Regions from separate parts of the Mus musculus genome. Here all the other regions are linked to region 2. The links are chromatin contacts, called in public Hi-C and HiChIP or PLAC-seq maps. All regions are on one chromosome and are shown on one strand. Each heading gives the region's core, a stretch centred on a gene start, on an enhancer-like site or on the middle of the called end of the contact. The rest is flanking DNA. Distances are from core to core; before and after follow the strand shown. Region 1 has its middle 37 kb from the start of A330074K22Rik. Region 2 holds the start of Gse1 (genetic suppressor element 1, coiled-coil protein). Region 3 overlaps 6430548M08Rik (RIKEN cDNA 6430548M08 gene).

What was found. A called contact is a pair of places that touch in the nucleus more often than the background predicts. HiChIP or PLAC-seq counts read pairs in DNA pulled down with a chosen protein or histone mark.
Region 1: a contact with region 2 is called in an H3K4me3 HiChIP or PLAC-seq map of embryonic forebrain, with 4 times the contacts expected there. The contact joins the enhancer-like site here to the promoter of Gse1 in region 2. A contact is called at or near these places in 6 of 484 Hi-C or Micro-C datasets (the C2C12 cell line, cerebral cortex, embryonic stem cells and 2 more), 16 of 115 datasets of contacts at active chromatin or transcription factors (bone marrow-derived macrophages, craniofacial prominence, embryonic basal ganglia and 11 more) and 2 of 9 other capture datasets (embryonic stem cells and liver).
Region 3: a Hi-C map of muscle stem cells shows a contact between it and region 2, with 2.5 times the contacts expected there. The contact joins the enhancer-like site here to the promoter of Gse1 in region 2. A contact is called at or near these places in 3 of 484 Hi-C or Micro-C datasets (brown adipocytes, muscle stem cells and nephron progenitors), 8 of 115 datasets of contacts at active chromatin or transcription factors (craniofacial prominence, embryonic basal ganglia, embryonic forebrain and 5 more) and 1 of 9 other capture datasets (adipose tissue).

The regions. Positions count from the first base shown.
Region 1 is chr8:120,263,270-120,266,720 of GRCm38.p6, reverse strand. It overlaps a transcript of Gse1 not described here. Among named protein-coding and RNA genes, the nearest start is that of A330074K22Rik, 37 kb to the right of the region's middle. Within about 2 kb of position 1,545, at least 133 of the 459 cell types and tissues checked have an H3K27ac peak or open chromatin away from gene starts, as enhancers often do. A contact at or near this core is called in the C2C12 cell line, cerebral cortex, embryonic basal ganglia and 6 more, where this site is marked.
Region 2 is chr8:120,535,745-120,539,283 of GRCm38.p6, reverse strand. It overlaps Gse1 (genetic suppressor element 1, coiled-coil protein), which reads right to left and starts at 1,875. Exons shown (of 16, transcript NM_001145896.1): 1 at 1,722-1,875. The coding sequence starts at 1,728. 1700016A09Rik (RIKEN cDNA 1700016A09 gene) reads left to right here and starts at 1,558. Exons shown (of 1, transcript NR_151732.1): 1 at 1,558-2,392. It overlaps Mir7687 (microRNA 7687), which reads right to left and starts at 588; the gene lies at 530-588.
Region 3 is chr8:120,150,636-120,154,066 of GRCm38.p6, reverse strand. It overlaps 6430548M08Rik (RIKEN cDNA 6430548M08 gene), which reads right to left. Exons shown (of 13, transcript NM_172286.4): 5 at 2,686-2,756; 6 at 1,433-1,628; 7 at 596-636; 8 at 67-145. Among named protein-coding and RNA genes, the nearest start is that of Cibar2, 25 kb to the left of the region's middle. Within about 2 kb of position 1,261, at least 54 of the 459 cell types and tissues checked have an H3K27ac peak or open chromatin away from gene starts, as enhancers often do. A contact at or near this core is called in muscle stem cells, where this site is marked.

The sequences.
Region 1 (3,451 bases), core at 296-2,795, 270 kb after region 2:
CCTCTCCACCCAGAGGCAGAAAGATACCCAGCTCCAAGAGGACCTGATGAGGCTCTGGCCTCCTGCCCAAGTCGAGACTGTGCTGGGGGAATTCCATGTAGTATCCCACCTTGCCTGGGGAGCTGGGGTAAAGAGACAGCTGCTATTGATAACCTCATCGTATTTAGGAACTGTGGCAAAAGAGACAGTAAGGCAAACCAAGGCTGGCCTCCCTGGACTGTAAGCGAGTGCTGCTTGGGCTTGAGAGCCGAGCTGGGCAGACAGAGGCACTGGGCTTGAGAGCCATTGCCTGGCTCATCCTGGGAAAGAGGAAAGGGGGTGCCATGGCTTACCATGTTCACGATGTATGTGTACGAGACACATGTCTCTTTGTGAGCTGGAAATCCCTGGCTTTACATGTGAGAGGTGTATGTGCATGCATGTTGGTGTGTGCAAGTGGAGAATGGAGGTGTGCGTGAGAAGCAGGTCTGGTGTGTGTGGAGGTGAGTAGTGCAGGCATATGAAGGGTGTATGTGTATGTATGTGAGTATGTGTGTGTATATGTGTGTGTATGTGAGTATGTATGTGTATGTGGGTATGTATGAATGTGTATATGTATGTGAGTGTATATGTATATGTGAGTATATATGTATGTGAGTGTATATGTGTGTGTATGTGAGTATATATGTGTGTATGTGTATATGTGTATGTGAGTGTATATGTGTGTTTGTGAGTGTGTGTATGTGAGTGTATGTGTGTGTGTGTATGAAAGAGTGTGTGTGTGTGTGAAAGAGTGAGTGTGTATGTGAGTATGTGTGTATGTGAGTGTATATGTGTTTGTGAGTATGTATATGTGAGTGTATGTGTGTGAGTATGAAAGACTGTGTGTGTGCATGAAAGAGTGAGTGTGTGTGTGTCTTTCTGGAGCAGCTGACCTCCCCAGTGAGCCAGCTGCACAGTGGGTTCCTCCCATAACACAGGCCACCCCGCCCCCAGCCAAGGAGGACAGCTGCAGAGGGTGACCTGTGACCAGAAGGCCACTTCCCTGGCCTCCCTGCCTTTGGGCGGGCCAGGCCACTTGACCCAGAGGCTGGCTCCAGGATTTTATAGCTGGGGGCCTGGTTTTCCCAGCCACAGGCGTCTCAGAGAGGGGACGGGCCCAAATGCCACAAAGGCTTGGCTGTTCTCCCATGAGCCTTGCTGGGTGGGGGGAGGGGCCTCTGGGGGAGCAGGAGGGTGGGGGCAGGGTGTGAGGAAGCTGGAGAAAGTGGGGAACAGGAGGATGATTCTGGAAAGTTCCTGAGACAGGGAGGGGTGGGGGGGAGCAGTAGGGGGATATGGAGACAGACACCCAGACTCACACCAGGAGGGGCAGAGAGTGGAGGTTAGTGAGCAGGGGAGTGGTGGGGAATGGGGGGGAATGAGGGAGGGGGGAGACAGACCCAGCAAGACAGAGACAAAGGGGCCAACCCTGGAGAAGGCCCTCGAAGGCCTCCCTGTGTGTGGCAGGGCTGAAGTTCATACAGGGAGGGAAGAGGTGGGTTGCCGACCAAAGTCATTGAAAAATTTTTGGCTCAGCTGCCTGAGGCTCCTGGCCGAGGGCCCGGTTCTGAGCTGAACTTAAACAAACCCCACCACTGCCATCTGCTTGATTTTAAAATAAATCAAACAGTCTGTGCGCCGCGCTGATCGGGTTTCCATCTGCGCGGCCGCCCGCTCGCCGGCCTGGAGCTGCGCTTGCCTCTCCCAGCCAAAGCTCCTGGCAACATGTGGCGGGTGATTCCTCCAGGAGGGGACACCGACCCCCCGCCAGCCCCGTGGCTCCAACTGAAACCCAGCACTATTTTTACAACCACCCACGGCTGAGGGGACCAGAGCGGCTCCGCCACTGCGGTTTCTGGTTGGTGGCGGTGGCAGGGGATTCCCCTCCCTTGTTTGGTGGACAGAGGGTACTTGGAGGGTTCAGGGCAGGAGCATTCCACACCAGCTGTGATGACACGGGACACCAGGTGGGACAGCTGCAGCCTGCTGGGGTGGGGACAAAACAGTGGAGGGTACACCTGAAATATCTTAATGTAGTTCCTCCCCCAGGCTGGGCCATCCTGGAAAATATTGATACCTGCCCCTCCCTTAAAGTTCACGTTACCCATGGGGTCAAGAAACCAGAACAGAAACTAAGAAATGCAACTCTGAGCCTTAGGCAAGTCATCTGTAAAGTGGGTACAAGCACGGACACTGCCCATGTCCTGCAAAGGCAGGAACCTAGGGATAAAATGCCCGAGGGAAAGACAGAGCCACAGGAGCGGGGTCTGGTGAGCTAACATGGGAAGTGTAAGGACTATTCACAGACCATAAACCGTTAGGAGACATAGAGTCATTAGAGATGGGAGCAGGGGCCATGAGTTCGTGCATGCCAGCTCCAGAGGGGTTCAGAATAAGAAAGAGTAAGGTGCTCACAGGTGGCTGGACAGTGGGGTCAAGGACAGCAATCTGATGCTGTGAGCCCATCTGAGCCCAAATCTACCCAAATTATTTTCAACTTAGCCAAAGCTTCAAAAAAAAAAATTTTTTTTCTTTTAAAGATAATGGTCTCACGTAGCCCAGGCTGGATTTGAACTTGTTATGCACCCACGGCTGACCTTGAACTATTGCTCCTCCGGTTTCTGGGGTGCTGAGGGTGGAACCAGGGCTTCGTGCATTCCAGCCTGAGCTGCTTGCATTGATTTTTTTTTTTAAGTCCTCAAAGGACTTGAGAATACATAGAATACAGAGTTTCACAGGTTGTTTGGTTGTTATAAAAACACGCAGAGGGTGTCTACCAGGAGCTGGAAGTTGTGACATGTACAAAAGGCACACTGGCCATGATGGGGCAGGAAGCTGGAGGGGGACCCAGAAGGGCAGGGCATTGCACGGAGAAAGCAGTCCCAGGGGCTCCCCGAGACGGCATTGTGTCCTTGAGCCGAGGCTGGCACTCCGTACGTTACCACAAACCTGAGCTTGGAAGAGGAGTCACTGCCTCCCATGTGAGCCCACAAAACTGGAGCATCAACAAAGGAACAAGAGGGAACACCTGTGCTGGGCTACCTGGGACACACAGCTGGGGTGTGACCTCTGTGCTCCAGTCCCCAAGCCTCGGATTCACGGTGGAGACTCTGGGGAAGAAAGACTCCCACACTAGCCATTCAGAGGCATCCCAGGGACTTGGGAGCTTGCGTATGGTCCCTCCTGAATCTGTACGCCTCACCGGCCTCTCCACCCCTCTCAGAGTGTTAGCAGCCATGGAAAGGACACTCATTAAACACAGAAAAAGCCCTGAGATGCCTCTGGAGAGGTGTGCCCAGGGTCACCTCCAATGCTGAAGGATCCATGTCATCGTAATGAACCTCACTCCCACCAATAAGCCAGGCAAGGTATCTGTGCACTGCTCCAACAGACTTGTCTCGGTGCCTGCACAAGGTCCTGGTGGGGAGAC
Region 2 (3,539 bases), core at 626-3,125:
TTTAAAATGTTAACTAACTATATACACCCCCTTTTCAACCGTAACTGGTCAGAATCCTACTAGCTGCCCCCAACAGGTCAGGGCCTGATCTGGCCTCTCTGCCTTCCCGGTTCGGAACCTGCCCTAAGGCAGGCACAACAGAGCCCAAAGCCAGGACAGGCCTCCCACCTCCTTTCCGAAGGCGTGGCTGACCCCGGGTCTCTGGCTGGCTGCTCACCAGCGCCCCCTCCCCCCAAGCCTCCTCCGCTCCAGCTGCCAAACCAGGCGACAAAAGCCAACCTTGTACCAAGCCATCAAGGCGCACACACACACACACACACACACACACACACACACACACACACCCCAGGAGGTGGTCAGGCGTGACCCGGTGGCTGTGAGAAGTGTTGAGCAAGCGGCTTCGGCACAGCGAGCCCCATCGAGGGAGGCTGCCAGCAACCCTGTTCCGGTCCACCCGGTGGGGCGTGACACCCAGCATAGCAGATGACACACGCTGCCAGTCGGAGCCTGTGCCCCGGCCCCCCTCACCTGTGGCGGGGCGACTGAGTGGCTGAGTCAGACACAGCCTGCGCCTCAGGTTCCCCGCCTGCGGGTGGGGGCGGCTGTAAACACAGGCTAAGCAACACTTAAGTAGCCAAGCTTAAGTAACACGGACGCCCAGGGAAGGCTGCTCGCCAGGGGGGCCTTGTCTTCCTCGGGAAGAGGGGGTAAACCAGTCTCAGACTGAGACACTGCCAAGCGGCCAGCCAAGACCTCCTGCCTCTTTGTCCCCCAGTGCTGGGAATCGGCTTAGGCCCGATGCTCCCTCCTAGAGCGAGGCTGCGCCTTTTGTTCCGGTCCTCTTTACAAAAGGATCTTGTATTTTGGTTTGTTTTTTTCCCCCCTTCCATTTGGTGGTCTCGCTTGTTTTCAAACCCCAACCTGTGTGGGCCCCAACCGCGACAGATAAGGCACCGCAGGGGTCTAGTAAGGGTTTAGAGTGCTTTAAATGCATGGAAGACAAAGGCTGGTTTGCACCAAACCGACCCAACTCGAGCTGGCACCCCCACCACGGGTGGCAGGTGCGCGGGGGCGCCCCTTGCTCGCTCCCGGCTCCGATGCCCAGACCTGCGGCCCCAAGCCTGCTCCTCGCAGTCCTATTCGGCCCCCGCCACCTCCCGGCGCTCGGAGAGGCGGGCAGCGGGGAGGGCAGCCCAGCTCCCGCTCCGCCTCCAAGAAGGGAATTTAATTAGCCTGCCGGAGAGGCGGCGGGCGACGAGGTGTCTCTGGTGCTGCAATATAATTGAATCGGCTCCACTCGGGCGGGCCACTCGCCGTCAGCGCGGCCGCGGGGGGCGGGGAGGCGCATCCAGGCGGAGCGGGAAGGGCTGGGCGGGGGGTTCGGAGGCCCCTTGGACTGCCACCCCAGGTAAAGCACCCCCCCCCCCATCCAACCACCTGCCTGGGCGCCCCCGCCCCATCCAAAGTTTTGCTACAACCCCGAGCCCCGGAGCCGCCCCCGCGCACTTCCCCGCGCACTTCCGCGGCAGCAGAGCCGGCTGAGCCCAGCGCGCGCGCGCGCAGCCGCGAGTGTGGCTTCAGGTCGGCCGCGCGCCCCGCGCTTCTCGTCCCTCACACCCGCGGGACCTGGCACCGGCCGTTGGCGCCCCTCCCGAGCCCACAAACTTGGGGAGAGGAAGAACGAGGGAACCCCCGCCACCATCCCCCACCCGCGCGCTCACCTTTCATGCCAGGGCCCCGCTGCTCCACCGCTCCTGACACATGCCGGAGCCACCGTCGCCCGGGTTTGTCTGAACTGCTTATCTCACCCGGGGCTGTGCGGCGGCGGCTCCGCCGCTCGGGGAGGTGGAGCTTCCGGGGCCTGGGCCAAGAAACACCTGCTGCTGTCGCCGCTGAGGACACACCCAAGCGCAACGCCGCCCACTCCCCGGCCCCGGCTCGCTCCCGGCGCCCTGACCTCAGCCGGCGGGAGGTGTCGGGTTTCAGCCGCAAGCGCACGCGCGCGCACCGACAGACCGCCCGGAGCACCCAGCGCGGTCACAACCCGCCGGGTAGGTGCCGCCCCCCGCGCTCCTGGCGACCCTGGCTGTCCGGACAGTCCAGGGGGATCTCTCAGAGGCCTCGCGGGCCACTCATCTCCAAGAGTAGGGAGGAGTGGCTTACAACACGCCTGCCATATCCGAGCCTCATAGCCGCCTCCCCAAGCGCCTGGAACAGTGCCTGGCACCTGGCCACCCACTAAGAGAGGGGAGGGATAGGCCTTTCCTTGTGCTGAGTGGAGGGGACCACACAATATAGGCCGTTGGCCTCTCTCGATCTCCAAGATGCCTGATCTATTACCACAACTTTAAAGGACTTAATGTTAAGAGCTCGGGCCACGAGCCTCTGTCCCAAAGTTTTGCAAAGTCTCCATCTCGCTTTAAGGAATTTTTGAGAAGGCCAAACGGCGGGGGCTCTAGTTCTTTAAAGAGCCCATGTTCGAGAAGTCCACGGAGGCGCCGCTGCGCCAGGGGCATCATTAAGTAGCTGGGGTTGCGGTCAGAGGCGAGGCCGCCGCCTCCAGAAACTGGCACAACCCACCGCGCCACCGGCCCCAGCGCACCGCCTTCCCACTCTTGGCACCCCCACCCACCCTACCTCACCCAGGCACTTCACGGGGATGACTCAGGGAGCGTCCTGAAATTCCTCGGCACCCACAGGCGGCGCGGAGAGGGACTGTGGGCCCCAGCGTCCCCGCCCACAACGCGACCGATCCCTAGAAACACCCCCTTCCCGCCACCCGGGAAGCGCGAGGTTACAGCGCGAGCCAGGCAGCCGGGGACCCTCGGCCGGACCCAGCGCGCAGAGAGCAGCCATCGAGGTGGCAAGGTCGTCGCGAGGTCCCGGGGTCTCCCCCGCCCGGCCTTTCTACACAGCTCTCTTAATGATCCTCCACTTTCAGACTTTCAAGCCCGGAGGCCACCGCACCGGGGGGGTTGGGGGGGGAACCTCAGCGCCGCTGCGGGTCTCAACTTTCCACCGCGGTGCCAGCCCCAAACCTGCCCCGGGACATGCCCGCGCAGTGCTCCGCAGGCGCGCGCTGCCTCCCCCGCCTTCCTCCCTCCCGCGCCAGCCGGGACAGCGCCGGGAGCGAGCGCGGGCGCCAGCACCCCCCGTCCATCTGTTCCCGATGACGCCGGCGGCGGGCAGCGCTCGGGGCCCGCGCCAGCAGAAGCCGCCGATGCCGCGGGGCGGGGGCGCACGCCGGGCCAGTCTTGCACAAGCCCCTGGCCGACCACAAACGACAAGGGAAACGGGCGGGCGAGGGAGGGCGGAGTTGCTGCTCCTACCTGCGGCCACCGGGTCCCTGGCCCCACACACGCGCTGCGCGGCCTTTGGTCCACGCGTTAGTTCGCGTCGCCCGGGGCAGCGTGGCCTCCGCAAGTTTACGACGCTGGAGACCAGGAGGATGCGCCGGGCTCCCCAGGAGTGGGGGCGGGGAGAGGCGCCTTTACCCGTCGGGAATCGCACGCGGGAGGGGGGAGGGGGGACAGGGAGGT
Region 3 (3,431 bases), core at 12-2,511, 380 kb after region 2:
CGGGCAGCTGAGGGACTGGGCAGCCGCTGCGCCGGGTGGGATGGGCAGAGTGTCCATGGGCCTTACCAGATGGGCTGCTGCCTCAGGTGCGTGTACAGGTAAACCTTCTCCCCCTTCTGCTCATCCTCAGGGCTGATCATGGTCACTGCAGGAATAAGGAGATCTGAGGGCGGCCTGGGCTGGGCTCCCCACGGGCAGATCCTACAGACCCTCAGCTCGCTCTGCTTCTCCACAAAGTCATCACGTTACACTGTCCAAACTCCACGAAGCTTTCTGCAGCCTTAGATTAGGGCTTTTTCCCTATGTGAACCCTGAAGTGGCACCCTCCCTCTGGTTGAACTCCCCTGCGGTTAGGGATTTCGTATTTCCTTAGTCTGCTTAGAAAGGCAGCAAAGCCCTTTCTTTTGCTACTTGCTTGCTCTTGTTGCTGGCTAATGGTGAGCCAGTTTGAGGCCTGGATGGTGCGTCTTGGTTAAGAGGCCCGAGAGGTAGACTCTGCCTTCCTTTGGGCACTCCTTAATCCCAGGCATCAGCCCCAGGTTCCCCCTTGCTACAGGCCCCACCCCCTAGGCAGCCCAGAGAGCTGTGTTCTTACCAGTCTTCGTCTGTCTGTCCTTAGGTTTGTTCTCATCTTCCCTGGAGGGAGAGACCACAGCAGTAAGAAGGAGCCCAGGCCCTCACATGCAGATGCTGCCCCATTCTCTGTGCAACTCCTCTGAGGAGAAGCTGGGGGTCAGTGACACAGTGGCAATTGGCAGGCTGGGGACTGAGGCCTGTGGTGCTGAGATTGCCTGGTACCATTTTCTGTGGGCCTACTGTGTGGACATGGAGGGACAGGTGGCATACCCTGGCTATAGCCAAGCCTTAAGCGGTGCAGGTCCCTGGATGGTTGTCCTTGTACTGTTGTGCCCTCTCCTTAAGATGTCTCAGCTTCAGCCCCCCTGTGACCAATGCACCCATCTTAAGAGCTCTCTGGGGCCCGGTCTAGTGGCTCATGACTTTAATCCCAGCACTCGGAGGCTCAAGGCCAGGCTGGTCTACAGAGAAAACTCTAGGACAGCCCGAGCCACATAGAGACCTTGTCTCACACAAAACAACAACCATCATCTGTTGCAAGAGCAGCCTCTCCCGGAGACATTGCGCCCAGGGCTTTCCTGGCTTTGCTCACATTAACTCTCCCGGCAGTGGCAGGAGGAAGGAGGGACAGAGTGTTCAACTTCCTGTTGCCAAACAACAAAGCCACAGGCTCCTGGCAGCCCAGGAAACATGGTTCCTGGACCCCGCCTGTCAATGAGTGGACAGCATGTGGAAGCTCTGGGGTGCAGAGTCGTGCTGGGCTGGCAGCTGTGTGACTCAAGAACAGCTGCAGGGCCAGGACTAGGTAAGCCACACGCTCCTCCCATATAGTAAGCTCAGGCTGGGGCACACTCACTCATTTTTCCTGACCAGCGGTCCTTTCAGCTTGGTCTCCAGCCCCCCGAAAAAGCCTTTCATGTTCTCTGTGTTCTTCAGCAGCCGCTCGGCAATGTCCTTCTTCTCTGCCAGCCAGCTGTTGGCTGACTTCAGGTAGGAGTCAATACTGCCTGCTGGCTTCTCCCTGGGCTCTGTCGGGGGCAGCTGGGGCTTGCCTTGAAAGTGGGGAGAAATGGAGTAAGAAGCAGTCTGCAGCTCAGATGAGAGAGAGAGAGAGAGAGAGAGAGAGAGAGAGAGAGAGAGCGCCTGAAGGTGCTTCCCAGGGACTGCAGGACAGGAGGTGCTGCCCTCAGTCTCCTCAACAGGGTAGGTGGTCAGAAGCAGCTGGCTTAGCAAGCTCCCCCAGAAGGGAAGGCCGGGCCTCTCCGGAGTGTTCAGTAAGCACAGACTACACAGAGAAGTGGGCAAGAGCCAGGTGGGAGGGCAGAGGTAGCCAGAAGGAGCTGGCATCTGGGAAGAAGAGAAATCTACACTGAGAGCCACACAGCAGGTCTGAGAGACCAGAATTCCTTCCTTAGGGCAGTGAGTGGAAGTAACACCACAAAGGAAACGCCGATGGACTCCGACTGGGCGAATAGGATAAAGCTTTCTATTTGATTTGATGGTAGCCAGTCAAGCAAACAGCCTGCCATGATCTATAGCAATTGGGCCATTTGGGGATGCTGGGAGCAGGAGACCTGGAGCACGTGCAGAAGCGGGCTGTTAGGGACTACTCGATTACCCATGCCCAGGCCTCCATAGGGAGGGTCCAGCACCCTCCCTGAAGAGTTGAACTGGTCTCTTTTGGCTGGCTGCAGGGCTCAGCACAAGACACCCTATAACTCCTGCACACTGGTCCTTTCAACACCATGAGCCAAAAGAGACCCCTAGGCTCTGTACCTTTGCTCAGTTATCCCCAGCTACCCCGGACTCTTCCCAGGATAGCCTGCTCTGAATTGTGCTTTGCTGGAGCAGAAAGCTGAGTCCCCACATGTAGCATTCCTGCCTCCTGTCATTTCCTTTGCAGTGTGGACAGCCATGCCCTGACCCCAAGTGCATCCCACATTTCCTCCCACACCGGGAGTCTCATGCCTGCTGTCCTCCTCCCAATATCAGCTCCTTCTCTCTGGAAGCCACACAGCACCTGCTGTTAATAAAGGAAGCTTCCCTCCTGCTGTGTTCCCGGCTCCCAGCTCCTTTCCCAGGGTGGCTGCTCTGGTCAGTCGTACTCACCCAGATGGTAGTAAGTGAAGCACATGGTCATGAGGTTCTTGGCAGGCCCGAAGTCGTCCATCTGGTGGCATCTGGGATGTGAACAAGATTGGCTGGCTAGAGCCCCACTGCCCAACTCCCAGAGATTCACTGCCCCTGCTTCCCATGTGCTGGGATTAAAGGCATGTGGTGCTGATGTGCTGCCACGGGCCCGGCACCCCTGCAGGTTACCGAAGCAGGACCAAACGCTTGGGAAGCCTCAGTACCAAATGCTGCCACACACAGCGATGACCGGAACAGTGGTCAGGAAAGCCACTGCAGGGGCATGGCCTGGTTCTAGGTGTGGGTGGATGTTTGTGGCCCTCAGCCTGCTCGCTTTCACATTAAGATCAAATCAAGGTCCAGGAAGCTCAGCCCATTGTACCCCAGCTGGGGCAGGACTGGAAGTCATCTCAGGCCTTGGTCCCGCACCACTGATGTGGACCATTGGCCATTGCTCCTGTTTCTCAGGGTTCATCAGGATGTTCAGTGCTGTCCCTCACCGGAGCCTCCTGGGGGGCTGTAAGAACATGAACCACAGGGTATCCCCAGGCTCAGACTGGTTGTGTGGGGAAAGAATATGTATGACTCCTAAGACCCCAGGCCACTGCTTTCCCTAGTCACATCGATTATTGAAAATCAAAGCAAACTAGTGCACGCAAGACTGGCATACCGAGCGCCACTCTTACTCTGAAAGGGGCCATTTTACTGTCCTGCAACACACTAAA